Linked DNA regions of Mus musculus: all the other regions are linked to region 4. A link is a contact called in public HiChIP or PLAC-seq and promoter capture Hi-C data. All regions are on one chromosome and are shown on one strand. Each heading gives the region's core, a stretch centred on a gene start, on an enhancer-like site or on the middle of the called end of the contact. The rest is flanking DNA. Distances are from core to core; before and after follow the strand shown.

What was found. Promoter capture Hi-C pulls out the DNA fragments that hold promoters and counts their contacts. HiChIP or PLAC-seq counts read pairs in DNA pulled down with a chosen protein or histone mark.
Region 1: a FOXA1 HiChIP or PLAC-seq map of pancreatic cancer cells shows a contact between it and region 4. The contact joins the enhancer-like site here to the promoter of 4933406J09Rik in region 4. A contact is called at or near these places in 4 of 39 promoter capture datasets (the C10 cell line, the HPC-7 cell line and liver), 3 of 115 datasets of contacts at active chromatin or transcription factors (embryonic stem cells, oligodendrocyte precursor cells and pancreatic cancer cells) and 3 of 9 other capture datasets (adipose tissue, liver and macrophages).
Region 2: an H3K4me3 HiChIP or PLAC-seq map of embryonic stem cells shows a contact between it and region 4, with 34 read pairs. The contact joins the promoter of Borcs5 here to the promoter of 4933406J09Rik in region 4. A contact is called at or near these places in 9 of 39 promoter capture datasets (the C10 cell line, cranial neural crest, embryonic stem cells and 4 more), 1 of 15 datasets of contacts at CTCF or cohesin (the NIH/3T3 cell line), 1 of 484 Hi-C or Micro-C datasets (bone marrow-derived macrophages), 22 of 115 datasets of contacts at active chromatin or transcription factors (the 230-238 cell line, T-cell acute lymphoblastic leukemia, bone marrow-derived macrophages and 14 more) and 3 of 9 other capture datasets (adipose tissue, liver and pancreatic islet).
Region 3: a contact with region 4 is called in a promoter capture Hi-C map of liver, with 2.1 times the contacts expected there. The contact joins the enhancer-like site here to the promoter of 4933406J09Rik in region 4. A contact is called at or near these places in 6 of 39 promoter capture datasets (the C10 cell line, the HPC-7 cell line, hippocampal neurons and 2 more), 6 of 484 Hi-C or Micro-C datasets (the N1E-115 cell line, cerebral cortex, liver and 2 more), 5 of 115 datasets of contacts at active chromatin or transcription factors (embryonic stem cells, large pre-B cells, microglia and 1 more) and 3 of 9 other capture datasets (embryonic stem cells, liver and macrophages).

The regions. Positions count from the first base shown.
Region 1 is chr6:134,198,698-134,201,397 of GRCm38.p6, reverse strand. The region is part of intron 2 of Etv6 (ets variant 6); the gene reads right to left. Among named protein-coding and RNA genes, the nearest start is that of Gm52920, 14 kb to the right of the region's middle. Within about 2 kb of position 1,302, at least 102 of the 459 cell types and tissues checked have an H3K27ac peak or open chromatin away from gene starts, as enhancers often do. A contact at or near this core is called in adipose tissue, embryonic stem cells, oligodendrocyte precursor cells and 1 more, where this site is marked.
Region 2 is chr6:134,639,643-134,642,342 of GRCm38.p6, reverse strand. Borcs5 (BLOC-1 related complex subunit 5) reads right to left here and starts at 1,403. Exons shown (of 4, transcript NM_026371.3): 1 at 1,086-1,403. The coding sequence starts at 1,143.
Region 3 is chr6:134,150,780-134,153,479 of GRCm38.p6, reverse strand. All of the region lies in intron 2 of Etv6 (ets variant 6), which reads right to left. Among named protein-coding and RNA genes, the nearest start is that of Gm52920, 34 kb to the left of the region's middle. Within about 2 kb of position 1,444, at least 90 of the 459 cell types and tissues checked have an H3K27ac peak or open chromatin away from gene starts, as enhancers often do. A contact at or near this core is called in cerebral cortex, hippocampal neurons, liver and 3 more, where this site is marked.
Region 4 is chr6:134,401,982-134,404,691 of GRCm38.p6, reverse strand. 4933406J09Rik (RIKEN cDNA 4933406J09 gene) reads left to right here and starts at 1,277. Exons shown (of 9, transcript NR_153848.1): 1 at 1,277-1,827. All of the region lies in intron 2 of Bcl2l14 (BCL2-like 14 (apoptosis facilitator)), which reads right to left.

The sequences.
Region 1 (2,700 bases), core at 53-2,552, 200 kb after region 4:
TCAGAAAATCAGATAATAGTGGTTTTACTGTAAGTGGGATCATGACGGTTAAAAGAATCAATGCATTTTCCAAAAGAGCCTAAATCATTTCTGGGAAATAATTCATGCTGCGTGAGAACTGGGTGAAATCTGCAGGGAAGTTCTTGGTAGTCCTTGGAAGGAAGGTGTTACATAATAATTGTAAGCTGTTCTTCAAGATCAACTTTGCACTTTCTACGTGTATTTCTTTGTATTATTGGTGTTAATCCTGTGCTCAGAGCCCCACCCACTAGCCATCCAGGCTCTCCCTAAATGGAGTAGAAGGTTTTCCCAGCTATTCCCAAACTCGAGATACAATATGCACCCTGGACAAGCTTATCGTAACAAGTCTTTTCAAGGCTGAGTTCAGGAGTGTTATTTGCAAACGACTTGGGCTGGCTTTCGGGCTCTTGGCTCTGAGGGAGGATGGATAGGAGAGAATGATCCAGCAAGCAATGAAGCGGGCAGGGGCAGACAACACACAGCTTGGGAGCCACACTCTACACTGCTTCATTACAACACGAAACCTATTTTGTTGCCTATGAGTCCACTGTGAGCCAAAAAGAAGTTAGTTCACTTCTCTGGCATCTGGGGTCCGATAATTCTGAGTCATGGCCACATTAACTCGCTACTGAAAGTGCAGGAGCTCAGCAGCGTGGCCAAGCCCTGGTTCATAGTGTCTGGAACTACCGGGCAGGGAAGAAGGTCTGCCAGCTCAGAGCAGAGGGACCTGGGTGTGTGTGTGTGTGTGTGTGTGTGTGTGCGCGCACACTCTCGAGTGTGTGTTTCTTTTTAAAGCTGTTACTTTCTCTGTGGAATCCAATTCTCCTCAATAGGAAGGATGGAAAATTCCGATTTCCTGGTTCTCTCCTATAACAATGAAGTGTACTGTCCTTGGAGGGCAGGTTCCCATGGCTGTTGGCTCTGCTGTCACGAACAGGCTGAAGGAAGGAGGCACTCAGCAAAGCAAAGGCCATCAGGGTAAACTGAGGCTCAGACGAACCTCACTGACAGGGCTCCCTTTCTTGGTCTGCGGCCTCACGGCTGGTTTCCTGGGCCTGCTGAGTGCTGGGAGATGCTCAAGTCACTCCAGGGTCAGGAAGTTACTATGTTAGGAGGATAAAGATTAGAGGGGTCCCCTATGAAGCTTCAGGGCTCATTTCAGTTTCCCCTGTGGTGAAGAAGCAGGCTCCAAACTGCATCCTATCCCAATACAGCCCCCAGCAAGGAAGAAATGAAGCCCTCAAAACCTTCAGGCCTTTGCCCCACCCTTCCTGCTGCTTTTTAGCTCACAGGAGCCTTTTGTTCTAGTCCCAGGAATGTGTGCTCAGTAGAGAAAGTGTGGTTTCTGTGGTAGCTGGGAAAGAACACTGAAGGAAAGGAGAAGAGAAGACACCCACCTTCATAAAGTCACCCCTCTACCTCTGAGTGTCCCCCACAAACCATCAAGAGCGAGACACAGAAAACAAGCCCACTAAGGTATTAAATGGGGAAGGTAAAATGGCTTTGCCAAGTTGGCTTAAGTGACTTCTTTGGGAAGAAACTGAAGATTTTTTTTCTTTTATCATCTCCTAGGTGAACCTGCACGTATCCTGACTTAGGAGACATCTCAGAGCTATAATAGTTAGTGTGAGGACTTAGAGGGGAAGGACATCACCGGCTTTCAGGTGGTCATGTGAGCATCGTGCAAGCCCAAGCCTCTGAAGAGAGTGTGGACATAGCCCAGTTTTTCTAGACAGCCGGGAAAGTATCCATAACAATTGGGGGGGGGCGCTAAAAATATTCCGAACAAGTGGCTCTTTATAAACAAGTATCGCATTCCATGTAAACTAGTTTGTGATGTTACATAAATTTTATGTAAGAAGAAAGCCAAACTCAAAATGAGTTAGCATTAGGAGATTTTTCTAGCTCCACATGGGTGATTGCAAAACGAGACTTTCAGCCAGGGTCAGCCTTATGCAAAATTCTGAAGGAGGCAACTGAATCTCAGCTTTCCAGTTCTCTGCCCTTTTCTCAAGGACAGCACCTGGCATCAGGGAATGAGATGTCTAGATCAGGCAGCTCTGTTTTAAATCCCAAGTCCTGTTCCTCCCTGGCCGATGATCTGGGCAGGTCACCTTATTTCATTATATGTAAAAATACATGTGAGCTCACAGGACTGTGGTGAAAAAAATCGGCCTCTGCTGCGAGGTGCTGTTCCTACCTGGTACTCTGAGATGTTCTTTCTTTCCTATTTCCTGTTCCATGACCCATTTCCCTCCCCAGAACCCAAGGAGTCTCCTTGATCTACATAGCCGCATTTCTTCTCTCCACTGACGTCCATTAAGATGAACTTCCAGGAAAGGATCTAAAAATGATTAATGTTCTAATGCAATGACTACCAATTGCTTAATAAGCCAACTCCTTGGCCCTTGCTGTACTCTGTGTGTGTCTGTGTGTGTACGTGTGTGTGTGTGTGTGTGTTTGCGTGCGCGAGTGTGTCTATATGTATTATGAGTAGGTGTGTATATACCGCATGTGAGCACGGGATGTGTGCCAGTGTCAGTGTGGGGACGGAGAACAACCTCAGGTCCTGCTCCTCAGGTTCTATCTACATTGATTCCCGAGACAGTATCTTCTTTCTGCCTTGGAGTTTAGAGTAGGCTAGTCTGGCCAGCCTCTGAAGTCCCAGGACCCAGCTCC
Region 2 (2,700 bases), core at 154-2,653, 240 kb before region 4:
CCTCCAGACTCAAAGGAAAAGGGACTTCAAAGCAGTTAGGCATTATTTATGCATAAAATTGGTAAAGATGTGGGCAAAAATGGGTATACTATAAACATTATCCTGGCACGGGATGTGTACGTTCTATCAGAAATGAGCCTATGCTCATTTCTATGGTTCCCGGATGAGCAACTGTCTGATAGGATGCTACACTACTTCCCCTAAAGTGTGCTTCTGGCCTGATACAGAAAAAAAAAAAGTATGAGATGAGCCATTTTTGCGGGTTTCTTAAAAACAGACGTGATACTCTAGGCCTTCCAAGGAATGAAAACATAACAAAGCTAGTAGCTGCAAGCCCCTGACTGCAGGTCTTGAAGGAACGCCCTTCAGCATGAATCATCTGTTAGCTTCCACATTTCTAAGTTGCAAAGATTACCAAGTAGAGAGCCACTCTGAGACTCTTTGGCTATGAGAGAGTTTAACTAATTAGGCTTGTAACCCTTGAGCCTATCGAGGGCCCTCTCAGAGGTTACCTAAGTAACAACAAAAGGACCAAATGGTTTTCAATTGCCAGCTGTTTTATTGAGCACTTACTACAGGTACAGGACAAAACCCTTCCAAATCCTACCCCAAATGCTAAGAGACGTCTAAAAAATGTGAACAGAAGATACACGAGAGACTGCCTGCCACCTGGCCAACTTATTTTTAAAATTATTAAAACAAAACAAAACAAAAAACCGATACCTGAGTGGCCAGAGAGCGGTGCCTGGAAATATTTGCACCCAAACACTGAGAGTGACCGCCCAGTGCTCACAGGACCCTTCTGAAAAGGTTCCTCGACACCCCGATTTTCAGAAAACCTGATCTTGGAGGACTCGGGTATGATCGATCCAGTGTGACCCAAGTCTCCACGTCAGTGTGGAGTCCAGGAACCGAACACTAAGTAGGTCGTCTTTTAGAAATTAGAGTGAAGCCGGGCAAGCCGGTTTAGGGGACTAGGACTGGGGCGGGAGGCCACGCTTTTTTTGTGTTAGGGAACACAGAGGGCCTGCACCGGGGCGGTCGGCTTCGCCAGCAACACCGGTGCGGGGAGGTGAGGCACCGACCTGAGGCGTTCAGATCGCCGGGGCGGCTCTCGGCCTCCGCGCTCTGCTCGCTGCCCATGGCCCCTGCAGCGGAGGGACACCGGGGCAGAGGCTAGGGAGAGCGGGGAGACCCCGCTGGGCCACAGACACTTGGAGAGGCGCCGCTGGAAAGCACGCCGCTCGCGTTGACAGGAGGCTCGGGACGCCGGCAGGGCTGCAGCCGCGACCGGCGGGCGGCGCTGCTGTCATTCACTGGCTCGGTGGCTTCAGCTCGCTCCTTCCGGGACGCCGATTGGCCGGGCCGGCAATGCGCGGCCTTCAGTTCCGGGTTTGGAGGTCCCGCCTCCAAACCCGAGGGGTGGGGCGGGGCAAGAGACGCGCGCTGGAGGCTGGGGCGGCGCTGCCTTAAAGGGCTAGGCTTCCCCAAGGCCAAAGATGTCCAAAAGATAAAGCCTTTTCCTACCCCCGAAGACACATTAATTACCTTTGAGCAACACATATTAAGAACCATAATGCTGGGGCTGGAGAGATGGCTCAACGGTTAAGAGCACTGACTGCTCTTCCGAAAGTCCTGAGTTCAATTCCCAGCGACCAAATGGTGGCTCACAACCATCTGTAATGGGATCTGATGCCCTCTTCTGGTGCGTTTGAAGACAGCTGTAGTGTACTCATATACATAAAAATCAATTAATAAATAAATCTTTTTAAAAAAAAAAAAAAAGAACTGTAATGCTGGTTATCTTCAAACGACTTTACAGAATGGTCTGGGTTTTTGTTTTTGAGATAGAAGTTCACTCTGTATGACCCTGGTGACCTCGAATTCTCGATCCTGGCTCAATCAACAGAAGTGCTGGGTTACAGGGTAAACCACCACCATGTCAGGCAAAAATCGGTATTTTTACACCTATTTTACCAATGAGGAAGAAAGGTAGTCTGTAGCCCTCAAATTTCAATTCACACTAGTACAGAAGCAGAGTTCTTTTCTAAACTTTGAAAGCAGGGAGTTTTGTAGTAGGAGGCCATACAGGAAATGCCAAGACTGTGTGTGTGTGTGTTTTAAGGAGTTAGAAATAAGTAAGAAATTGTTAGAATATGCTGTTTTATTGACAGATCACTATGGAACTACCAGAAGCCAGGAAGATAAACAGCTAATACAAAAAAAGGAAACTGCTTATCTGAGCCAATCTCATATAGATGGGTAGTAACCCAATGCCTTATAGGGATTCTCTCATCTGTTTCAAGATATTACAAGCAGCTTGGCTTTATGATGTATGCCTGTGTTGCTAAAATTCCTTCCTTGGGGGAGATATAAATACATCTATACCCTTCTACAGTCTCAACTACCACCGAAGTTCAATCCCTTTAAAATATCTAATATCTTGAAATTCAAAGTCTTTTTACAATTCAGTCTCCTATCTGTGGGCTCCACTAAAATACTTTCATACTTCAAGAGGGAAAAATACCAGGGCATAGTCACAATCAAAAGCAAAATCAAACTCTGACTATCCAATGTCTGGGATCCACTCTCGATGCTCTGGGCTCCTCCAAGGGCTTGTGTTACTTCTCCAGCTCAGCCCTTTGTAGCACCCACCTTGTTTTCTAGGCTCCAGATGCCTGTACACCAGTGTTGCTGTTC
Region 3 (2,700 bases), core at 195-2,694, 250 kb after region 4:
AGATCGCAACCTAATTTCTATACAGGAATGAAGAAAAGCTGTTGCTGTGTTCACTGTAAGGACAAGGAAACTGAGGCCAAGAGGTTAAGAGACTTGGCTGCATTGCTGGCTGTATAGTGCTAGAAATGACAGTTTAAAATCGTTGGTTTCCAAGGTCTGTAAGTTTTTGATCCTACTGACCTAGGCCTAACGAATAATGGCTGTTCTTACACACTGCCCAAAAGATGCTGTTATCTTTTTCTCTCTTAATTTGTTTTTTTCTAAAGGCAAAGAAAGAAGGAAAGAAGGAAAGGAAGGGAGGGAAGGAAAAAGAAAAGAAATGTAGGGTGCTGGGGTGTAATTTAGTGGGAGAGTAAATTGCCCAGGATGCACAAGGCCCTGAGTTCTATCCTTAACCCAACCCTAACAAAAGAGGGGGAAAGGAGGGAGAAGAAAAGGAGACACAGAGACAGACAGACAGAGACACAGACACACACAGAAAAAGAGAGAGAGAGATAGAGAAAGAGATGCGTACTCAGGAGGTGACAACAGGAGGATTACATCACGCCCAAGGCCTAGTCTACAAGGTGGGTTCTGGATCAGTACCAGGGCTATGAAGCAAGACCCTGTCTTAAAAATAAAAACAGCAACAAAGGGAATCTTCATATCAGTGTACAAGACAAAACCAAAACTCCGCTACACTGGCTGACTGAAGTGCAAAAAACTACACGCTCAGCACAAGACCGTCATCTGCCCAGTGCAGAGAGAGCTCTATTTTCTTGAACAAAGCCGGCTTCAGACCAGCTCTGAGATAAGAATAGCAGTTACATGGACTGCCTACAAGATTTTAAGGGGCAGCTAAAGGAACCAGCTGAAGCCATCTTCAATCATTGTTTTCAATCATGTCAAAAGAAGGAAAGAGATCACTCCTAAGTCTGGGCAGCCTCGGGCTTTACCATCACCTACAAGGAGGCTCCAAGCACTCCTAGGATGGGCGAAGCTGGTAAGGAAAGGTGACAAGAGGCAGGAAGGATGCCCCAGGCCTCCCCGAGACTGCTCGAAGCCTGTTAAAGACAGAGATGGTGGTAGCTAGTGGTGGGGGTGGGAGAGGGAGCATGTGGGAGACTGTGAAGGAAGGTGTGGGGGGACAGATATAACCCAGCATATAGAAACCTGTCAGGATGGGATTTATTTCTGTTCTGTGAGGGGGTATAATAGGGCTTTGCCTGCACTCTCAATAGCTGTTTTGAAGTGAACCCGGCTGGTATATCTTTAATTTGTCATTTCATTATGAAACTGTTTCCCTTCCAAGAAGCCTTCACGTCAGGAAGCTCTGTCTGCCCACACAGGAAATTCCTTTGCTTCAACTTCCCCAAAAAGGAAATTTCCCTCAGAAGTGAGCCCAGCATATGCCTTTGAACAAGGCTGATTCAAGAAACTTTGGCAGCCGAATCCCAAAAACACCCCTGGCTTTCAGCTGCTGCCGGGACCCAGGGATAAACAGTTGGTCTCTGGGCCAGTGGGTGGGGACCCCACCAAAGCTCTCCATTCTCTGATGCCGCCCTTGTCCTCTACTGCAGCCTGTGGGACGTGGAGAGCTTAAATCTGCCAGGAAGGATTGAAGTATCTGCATCCAGATCCACAGAGACAACAGATAGACCACACACACACACACACACACACACACACACACACACAGACACAGACACACAGAGGCATCCCAAGACAGTGTCGGCACACACTTATCAGGATCGCACATAAGATTTCAGATTTTTGCCAGAGAGGACAGGATTTCAAATGAGTAGAGCACACATAAACAACATGGTAAGTAACAGACTCCCAAAGGTGTCTATCACTCAAGAACCTTTACCTCGGGTGATGGGATTTTCCACATAACTTTTCCCAGTGAAGATTCTCGGCGAAACATGGGAGGCGGGAGATGGGGGGGTGGGGACGGGACGTGGGGAGTATCTCCAACCACATCCCTGTAAGAATTAATCTCTCAGACATCGTGAGAACAGCTAAGTGGTGAGAATCCAGAGCAGCTGTGCTATAGAGAATTTTATGAAGCTTCTGAAGAGAGAAGCTGCCAAACTTGCATTTAAGTTTTTAATTTTCCATTTCAAATCACTTTATTTAAAAAAAAAAATCTGTGCAAAGGACGGATCTATCTAAAGCACAAAAAGAAGAGACGGTGTTGAACCTCAGACTGGGTGTCAGGCAGTGGCCAGTGAGAGACGGAGACAGATGAGGAGCTAAGGCGGCCCTGGATTTTCACCCTGCAATTAGAGGGCACTAGAACGGCAGCCTGCTCAGAGCTGATCTTATTACACTATTTATGTGCCAGGGCTCTGAAGAGATATTATTTACCAGGAAACAGAGCCGTATTTAAGAGACGGATGAGAATCATGAAGCTCACTGAAATCTCAATATATGAACCTTGAGGTTTGGGGTTGCGGTAGCCATTTGCTGTGAGGTGGTTTTTTAAATGTTTACTTTGGTGAGTTATCCTATTTTTCTGAAATTTATGAAGTCTTAACCGCAGTTGAGTCTCAGAGGGAATGTGACACTGTTTTTCATTCTTTTCATCTAGATAATAGGGCTTTGGTTTATACTGGGAAGGAAGGAAGACAGAGTCTGAGAGGCCACTGGACTGGCTACCAGCTCTGTGAGTGGCGCTGGCTGAGCTTGCCTTTTTAACCTCCTTAAACTGGACTTTTC
Region 4 (2,710 bases), core at 28-2,527:
TCTACTCTAGGAGAGGCAATGAGAAACTTGGAGAAAGCGAACATCCATCTTGTCGAATTTATGGTCATCAAGAGAGACTTCTCGACCTAGTCGGTCATCAACTTTAAAAATAAACAGAAGCATGTTTTCATAGTCTCGGGCTGCAGAGAGGTGTCATTACAATAGCTGGGATTTTTTGGAGTCACTTCTTCTTCTTCTTCTTCTTCTTCTTCTTCTTCTTCTTCTTCTTCTTCTTCTTCTTCTTCTTCTTCTTCTCCTCCTCCTCCTCCTCCTCCTCCTCCTCCTCCTCCTCCTCCTCCTCCTTCTTCTTCTTCTTCTTCTTCTTCTTCTTCTCCTTCTTCTTAAAACTCAGCTGTGTAGAGAGTGTTTATAGTTATGCCCAACTTACAGATAAGAAAACCGAGGCACCGAATTGCTTAAGGTGACATATGCGGCTAAGCTGAGGTTGAAGAGAGCCCAGGCTGTCTGTCTATAGAGCCCAGACCCTGACTATCTTTCCTGTCACTATTTAGATGTCTTTGATTAACTCTTTGTCTTCTTATCTAGAACCAGGATCATTGCCACTTGACTCTGGAGCAGAAAAATACTACACTGTCTGAAACAGGTAAAAGCCTGGTGATATCTCCTCAGTGGGTGGTTGGGAGTTTGGAAACCGTCTGGTTCCTAGAGGCCTGACCCTTGCGTGCTCTAGATTCGTCCACATTGCAAGTCTATGGAGATGCAAGTTAATGTGTAGAAAATGAGGGTAATGTAAACACAATACCTCCCATGAAAACGAGAACCGGTTCCTGCAGAATGCGTTCCTTTGTTGTCCTGCAGAGAGCAGCTTTTCCAGTTTGTCCTGTTTGTACATCATCTCAGCAGTCCTTATCTGACTATAAATGCTTAGTGTTAGAAGGTCTCCTTCAAACCGGAGAGAATATTGTATTGGTTTCGGTTCGGTGTTACAGAAGGCATTTGAAATAAGCTCTTTTTAATGTGTCAGTCAAGCCAAATACATTTATTTTTACACTTTCACACGAGTGTACAACATATTGTGGTCATAGTCTTACCCTATTACCGTTCTCCCTCACGCTTGTATTGACTTTCTTCTTCCCATGCCTTTTTTAGCCCCACGAGGGCTGCTTGTGTGATCATGGCTATGGGGTGGGTCATTTAATTAAAGCAGGGGCAACTTACCAGTGGCTACACCACTGAAGAAATGGCACCCTCACCCCAGCAACTGTTAACTGCCACTAGCTCCTTGGCAGGGTGGGGTGGGGTGGGTGGACGCCTCAGGAGCCTCCCCTATCCACGGTGGAATGTTGAAGGGACCAATCTGACACCAGTTCTTTACAACATATGATTTTACTTTAAATTAATTTAACCCTTAGTTAAATCATTTAAGTTCTTTGGCTTTCAGCCCCACCGAATCTTCACCTTGGACTATAGGCTTGGTTGCCTGAGGCACATTTGGATGCATTGGAGTCATTTCTGTTACTCATTGTGCCTCTGACTGGATGAGGGATGCGAAGGAGGTGAAGTTTGGTGTCCTCCGTGGCTCATGTGCTTGAACATTCGTGCCCAGTAGGTGGCGCTGTTTTTCGAAGGTTAAGAAATCCTTAGAAGGATTCAGGTCGGGCCTTGGGCCTCTATTTCCTACAGGAGCTTTCTGTTTCCTGATCTGTGAAGATGTGAACAAGCCGCATGACAAGCTGGAGAGGCGATCCTCTGTTACAGAAAAGAGCCAGCTGAGCAAGGTGTGGGGAACAAGGCAGTTTCTCAGGTCTCCGCTTCAGTTTCTGCCTCCAGATCCCTTCCTTGGCTTTCCTCAGCGATCAGGTCATGGTAAGTCAAATTAACCCTTTCTTCTCTAGGCTGCTCTTGGTCATGCCGGCTTTATCGCAGCCATAGAAAATAAACCAAGAATGGGTTACTGTCGAGAGGTGTTGGAGGAGCGGGCTGACCTTCACAGTGTTGGGGAGTTGGCAGTTCAGAAGCCTCACACTAAACAACTGAGTTATTAGAGGATAGTTATATGGAGGATGAGTGAGTTTCGTGTGTTCTGTGAGGAGGGCTGGGGCTAGCTCAGCGGCAGAGTGCCTGCCTAGTGTATCTGAGACACTGAGTTCAACTCTTACACCACCCAGAGAACAAAATCCCAGAGTTAGGGAAGAACATTTGCAATGCATGTTCTATAACTAGGGGTCAAAGGTCTCAGGATGTGCACGGGGATGAGTTGGACAATGACAAAACAGGTATAGATGTAAAACTCCTCGGGTGGCTTCTCATTGCTACCCAGAGTGTGATGTGTGCAGGTGTGGAATAAGAACCATTGGCTTGCACTGGCTTGGGTGTCTGAGTGTGGGCAACAAGTCCAACATTCTGTGAAAAATGCCTCACCCCTGACTGTGAATAACCAGCAAATATACAGTGGGAGGTTTGAAATTCACCTTTGAGCACTGTCCTCGAATCTGTTTGACATTTTTTTTATGATTGACTTGGGTAGTGATGAATTCACAGATGATGGGAAGAGGAGTTTGGGGAGGGATATGGACCACAGAGTCAGGTGAGAGTTCTAGATGTGAGCCTTGGGTCTGTCATTTCCCAACTGGATGCTCTCCCTTTCTCCATCTTCTTCCCCCTCCCTTCTTCCCTCCCTCGCTCCCCCTTTCTCTTTCCTCTCTCTTCCTCATTGTTTTTCCACTTTATTGTAGTCTCTCATTGAACC